2 separate regions of the Danio rerio genome follow, and region 1 is linked to region 2. A link is a contact called in public HiChIP or PLAC-seq data. All regions are on one chromosome and are shown on one strand. The core of a region is the stretch at or near the end of the contact, and the rest is flanking DNA. Distances in the headings are between cores, read along the strand shown. Region 1 holds the start of rpa2 (replication protein A2). Region 2 holds the start of lin28aa (lin-28 homolog Aa).

Region 1 (3,322 bases), core at 698-3,197, 110 kb after region 2:
TAATGACTCAAATAAGTACTGTTAAAATAACAATACTACTCTCTCTACGGTCATTCTAACAGCTACACAAAAGATGTATTAGGCCAAAATAGTGAAAGTCGTATTATTTTTACACAAACAGAATTGTCCCCAAACATATCAATACTGCATTAAAGTTATAAGTTTGTTTGCCTAAATTTAAACAGCGACTTGAAAATTATTGAAATATACTGAAAAAACCTTCTATAAAAGATATGATTTATATACCTTATTAAATATTATTCAGTATTTACACAAGCAAAAACAGACCTAAACATTGAGATGAAAGACAAAGACAATTTTGGCAATGAAAATTAAATACTTCATAAAAGAATTTCTAAATCTTTTATATTTTATTTATTTTTTAAATAACAGAAAATAGCTTAAATGTTTAGCTTAATAGCTTAAACTCAACGTTTAGGCTTGTATTGTATTAAAAAGTGCATTAAATGATAATAAAAAATAGTTTGAGCAAATCTATTGTCTGTTTTAACTTTTTTTACGATGTGTCGCTTTTATTTTAAGCAAAGAAATATAATAATAAACAAAAATAACAACTAATAAATATTTTATTTCAATTTACTTCAAGTTACATAAGATGGCCACTAAATTTAGTTTAGTCTCAAACTCTAAATTTTATACCTGTCATTTGAAATCTTAATATTTATTAACTGTTCTGCAAAACATTTCACTTTACCCATTTGTTAACAAAAAGTTAAATTATAACCAAATTTAGTTTATTAAATTACTCTTTTAACTATATAATCAGGAAGTACATAACAGGTATTTGCTTTTGTTTAATTACACAAAAACTTGTTGAGCTTAATACCAAACAATTTTTTCACACATTTTTTAACATTTCGTTGTCACAAAAATAGTCTGAAACATTGAAGTGAACATTTAACTTGTATTTTTTACTTTTTTTGTCATTTCAAAATGCAGTTTAGAAAGTGCACGATATAGGGATAAGTTAAAAGTGCTATTATAGAAAACTATGGGTAATATTTACAAATATATGTAGTTTAAACAAAATATACTCAAGTCGTATTAACTGCAATTAAATATTTAAACAGAATTAAATATGGTATTGGAGGAATTTAATATGAACCCCACACAATTGAGGTAAGGTGGGTTTAATATTCGCACATTCTCCTTAAAGATAAAACGTCACAAAGTATTTATGCAAATTTTAAATGCTAAAATCATATTATCAGCTAGTGACTATCAAAGTACAGCATTGTTTACAGTCAAATAAATGGTGTTAATGTTGTTTTGAAGTCATGTTTACAAGTGATTTCAGACCAAATATTTAAAGTACCATGGTAAACAATATGAGGAGCATGTCACAAGTTGTCACTGAACGAATGTGCGAATATAAAACCAACTTTACCTCAATATATATATATATATATATATATATATATATATATATATATATATAGGTGTTTAAAGTTATTTATATACTGACCCCCTTTTTGTCTCCTCCTTGAGAAGCGGCTGGTGACCCGAATCCTCCAGGAGACTGTGTGTACCCAGCCATACTGGCCTCTCCGTATTTACCTGCAAAAATATGAATACCATATTTCAATCAAAACGACTTATTGGTTAAAAACCCCGTCCGACTGGCAGTAACGTAAGAGTGCGTTAAAAACAGACCTTGACAACACACCGCTAACCGACATCACACTGACACTGTATAACAGAGCTTTCTGACTCTCATTAGCGGACTAGCAGAGTAAACTCAGCTCTAAAGCCAAAATAAAGTGATTTCTAAAGCACGTACCTTGGTTCCACATTTCACTCGTGAATGTTTTTCTTCTGAATGCGAAGCAGACCGACAAGACACTCGAAAATCTCCCGCCACGACTGATCGCGCACAGTTTGACGTCACGTCTCGAAGTCCGCGCGCTCACAGTACGCGTGCGCGTGTGTCATCTGCCGCGAAAGTCCCACACGTATACTGTAAAAGTCCACAGAAGCTTGTATGTTGTTAAAATTGTTTTTAAATAAAAATAAAGCATAAAAAAATAAATAAAAACAACAAAAAATCTGTAATCTTTCTTCACTGAAATTTACATTAAAACGTTTACGCTCGTTCTCATATGTTTTGGAATAGTTAAAGCATGTAAGCGGGCTAAGCCCAGTCATATATTGTTTATATATTAAAATAAAATAATTATAATAACTGTCCAAATATGTTTGAAAACAGCGTTTTTTAAAATGTTTTTAAAAGTAACGTTAACACTGAACAGATGCAAACTGAATTCTGAAGACTCTTAATATGAAATGACGGTGTCGCAGACAGTTTGTCGTCACGTTGTTTTGTGTGTCGCGTGGGATTTATGAGTAGAATCGATGAATCCATAGCTTCTGTAAAGAAATACCAATGGAAGAGACTGCGAACACAGATGTCCTCTTTATTGAGCTCAGACAGAAGCTGCAAAGCGGCCTTTTGTTCATTCGGTAAAGTTTTTCTCTTCTACTTTGGCTCTCTCATAGTCACTGACTGTCAATGCAGTGTTTCATCAGTGTATGTGAGTGAATTATGTCATGTACAGTTACACTTAGCACCCAGGGATTCAACGGGATTTCTTTTAACGTACTAGGGTAACGTTACAGCTTATTTTGAGTTTATTTACTGGAATAAAAGGTTATACAATTTCAGGAGGCAGACTTTGGGAACACTAAGTTAGAGAGTACTAAAATATAGTCGTTTAAATGTTTATAGCTAGGTTTTAAAATTATTTATATAGTATACTGAATTATATATATTATACTATTGCATACTGTTTTATTTTTTACACTAGCTCTATAAGATAAAACAGTTAGAAATGCCACAATGAAACACTAGATGGCAGTATTGACCAGATAGTTGGACAGCTTATTTAACGCCATGATATTTTCTTTATGAAAAATAACTTTATGACTAACGTTGCTGTTAACTTTAGACCTCTTAAAATCGAAGAAATTGATTTCTAACACATTTCATCCTAAGTCTCTTCATGCACTGTACAATATGCAGGGTTCCACATAATTCCATAGAGGTAAAGCTGGTTTAAATTGAGATATTCAGACATTCTCCTTAATAATATAATTTCAGAAAAGTATTCTTTGCAAATTCTAAATAGGGAAATCATATTAGCACTTTAGCAGCAAATGATTATGAAAGTACAACATTGTTCACAGTGAATTAGACAGTGTTAATATTGTTTAGAAGTCAAACTTGCATGCTAATTCCGATCGAATATTCAAAGTAACATGGTAAACAATATAGAGACTGCTAAATGAACAAATGTGCGAATAT
Region 2 (3,098 bases), core at 315-2,814:
CAATTATATCATCTTAATTAAATCATGCAACACTAATACACTAGTAGTATAATCTATTTTTACATGCGGATTTGCTCTCTTTTTGAACAAGTGAACAGAAACTATTAAATTTAGGGATAAAAGAGTCAATCAAACAATAATGTTCAGTAGGCTACAGTTAATATATCATCTTCATTATATTAATGCTCACTATTTACACTATAGTATTCACTTAATTAGTATTTTTTCAATAATCTCTCTTTTTGAACCTGTCGACTGAAACTATTACATTTATAGGAAAAATAGTCAAACACTTATGATTTGTTCAGTAGACTTTCATCATTTATTTAATCTTCAGTAAATGATTTAAAACTGTAGTATTTACTACTAATTACTATAATATTTTTATGTGATTCAATTTGCTATCTTTTTGAACATGTAATCTGAAACAATTAAGGGAATACCAGACAATCAAAATCTTAGGATATATAATTACATAATCTTAATTAAATGATGCAACACTGTTTAGTTTAAGTTACTATAGTATTTCATGTGGGTTTGCTCCCTCTTTTATGTTAACTGAAACCATTAAATTAAACTATTGCGATGCTAATTAATTAAATGATGCATGCATTATGATTCCATCAGAGACAGTTATTTCGGTAACACTTTACAATAACAGTACATGAATAATGATGTATTAATATATAAACTAAACATTACTTTATTATGAATTAACGATGAGTTAAGGTATGCACTAATTATGAATTAACTTTAACTACAACATGATTCACATGAGTTCATGTGTGAATAATGGCTACCTTAATTACTTTTTAGTTCATGATTGTTTGTTAATTAATGTTTTAATTACCACATTAGTTTATGCTTAATTTAACCATAATGAACTCATGATATGTTAATGTATAATTATGGTGTGACTTTACTTGGAGGGGCACATCATCATTAACCGATTCTTAACTACTCATGAACTCCTTATGCACGTCCAACTAGTGAGTTTACACTGAATAACAATAGAAAAGTGTTCTGTCAACATCAACATAAAGAGGAGTTCATAAGTAGTTAAGGATGATTTAATAGTGATGTGCCCCTCCAAGTAAAGTCATGACATAACTATACATTAACAGCTCATGAGTTCATTTTGGTTACATTTAGCCTAAACTTAAATGTTAATTAATACATTAATTAACAACATGTACTAACAAGTAATTAAGTTAGTCGTTATTTACACATGAACTCATGTGACTCATGTTGTACTTAAAGTTAATTCATGATTAGTGCATACCTTAACTCATCATTAATTCATAATAAAGTAATTTTAGTTTACATATGAATACATCATTATTCATGTACTGTTATTGTAAAGTGTTACCGTTATTTCTTTAATTGTCATCCCTGGACACGCGAACATCAACATTTTAATGGGTTTTGGGGGCCGGGCGTCAGCTTCGCGCTCTCCATGTGTGATTGGTCTGCTTTTGCACTGAGGGGGGCATCCATTGAGGAATGTGTTGGTCATCCTGGAGAGTAAGTGATTGGGAATCACGTGGACTTGACCGAAACAGGCAGAGAGGGGGTCGGCCAGCGAGAAGCATCAGTACAGGGTCACCAAACCACCGAGAGACCACCTGGAGGTCCGAGTTTTAACGCAAACATCCAGAACTGAACCCCGGGAGTTAAGCATAGAGGAGGCCAGAATTGAGGAAACCCATGGCAGAGGGTATGTCAGATGTTTGTTTTTGTTTTTTTGTGGGAAAATCTGGCCCTCAGTGTGAAGGTAGCTACATCAAGGTGTTGACTGAGGTAAAGTTGGTTTTGTTTTCACGCATTTATACTTTCTCCTTAATAATATAATTTCCAAAATCTAAATAGAGAAGTTATATTATCAGCCAATGACTATCAAACACTGCGTATAGTCAATTAAACAGCGCTAAGGTTGTTTTGAAGTCTTGCTTGTGATTTCAGACCAAATATTCAAAGTACCATGGTAAACAATAGAGGGGGAATGTTACAAGTTGCCACTGAATGAATGTGCAAATATAAAAGTAACTTCACCTCAGTAAGGTGTTGCTGGTTTTCAGGAGACGCGGGGGCTGGGGTCCATTCATTCATTGTCTTTCAGGTTTTCTCTCTCTCTGACCCCCCACTTCCTCGTGTAAAGTGAGTGAGGGCATATCGGAGCATGCTCTTAGTTTTAATATGGTTTTCTCAATGAAGACGGAGTTTTAAATGAGACTTTAGGACCGCGTTGAATAGTCACAGAAGGGAAGGATTTTTAATTGAGGTAAAGTTGGTTTCCACTCCCTTTAACCATGGTACTTTGAATATTCGGTTCGTAATCGCATGCAAGTATGACTTCAAAACAACATTAACGCTATTTAATTCACAGTGTACAATGTTGTACTTTGATAGTCATTGGCTGCTAATATAATTTCTCTATTTACAATAGCAAATTCTTTTTGTAAGTTACAGTATGGAGAAGTCAGAATATGCGAATATAACCAACTTTACCCCAACAGGATTTTACCATGACTTCAGTTTCACACAAGTGTGTGCTTTTGTCGGGTTTAATGATCAGACATTTGTAGAAAGGCTCCATCATCTTGGAAAGAAGCGCCAGTTGAAGCAGTGTGTCGGATTATGTGGATAGCCTAATGAATATTCTCAAATTATTGATTTTTTTTATTGATGCCATTGATATAGGCCTATTGTTTATTTCCAGCTTTGTGCACCTCAGAGGACAACATGATCTGGTCTTGGTGTAAATAATTCTATAGCTCAATAAATGTGTATTAATACATACATATATACATACATACATACATACATATACATATATATATATATATATATATATATATATATATATAGATAGATAGATAGATAGATAGATAGATAGATAGATAGATAGATAGATAGATAGATAGATAGATAGATAGATAGATAGATAGATAGATGAGCAATTTCAGCGTTATTGATGTGACATTTGCATTAAAATCTCAAAACATAATTTGACATAGGAAGTCTATGTTAACATTATATTGAAACATATCTTTATATTTTTCAAAACAACTAGCCACCGAGTTGTGGGAGCAGAAAAA

Evidence for each region. HiChIP or PLAC-seq counts read pairs in DNA pulled down with a chosen protein or histone mark.
Region 1: an H3K4me3 HiChIP or PLAC-seq map of embryo shows a contact between it and region 2, with 4 times the contacts expected there. The contact joins the promoter of rpa2 here to the promoter of lin28aa in region 2. A contact is called at or near these places in 2 of 4 datasets of contacts at active chromatin or transcription factors (embryo and gastrula embryo).

Annotation. Positions count from the first base shown.
Region 1 is chr16:4,972,185-4,975,506 of GRCz12tu, forward strand. It overlaps rpa2 (replication protein A2), which reads right to left and starts at 1,948. Exons shown (of 9, transcript NM_131711.2): 1 at 1,802-1,948; 2 at 1,487-1,578. The coding sequence starts at 1,814. It overlaps ube3d (ubiquitin protein ligase E3D), which reads left to right and starts at 2,252. Exons shown (of 10, transcript NM_001326410.1): 1 at 2,252-2,481. The coding sequence starts at 2,405.
Region 2 is chr16:4,864,330-4,867,427 of GRCz12tu, forward strand. It overlaps lin28aa (lin-28 homolog Aa), which reads left to right and starts at 1,565. Exons shown (of 4, transcript XM_017351455.4): 1 at 1,565-1,717. The coding sequence starts at 1,708.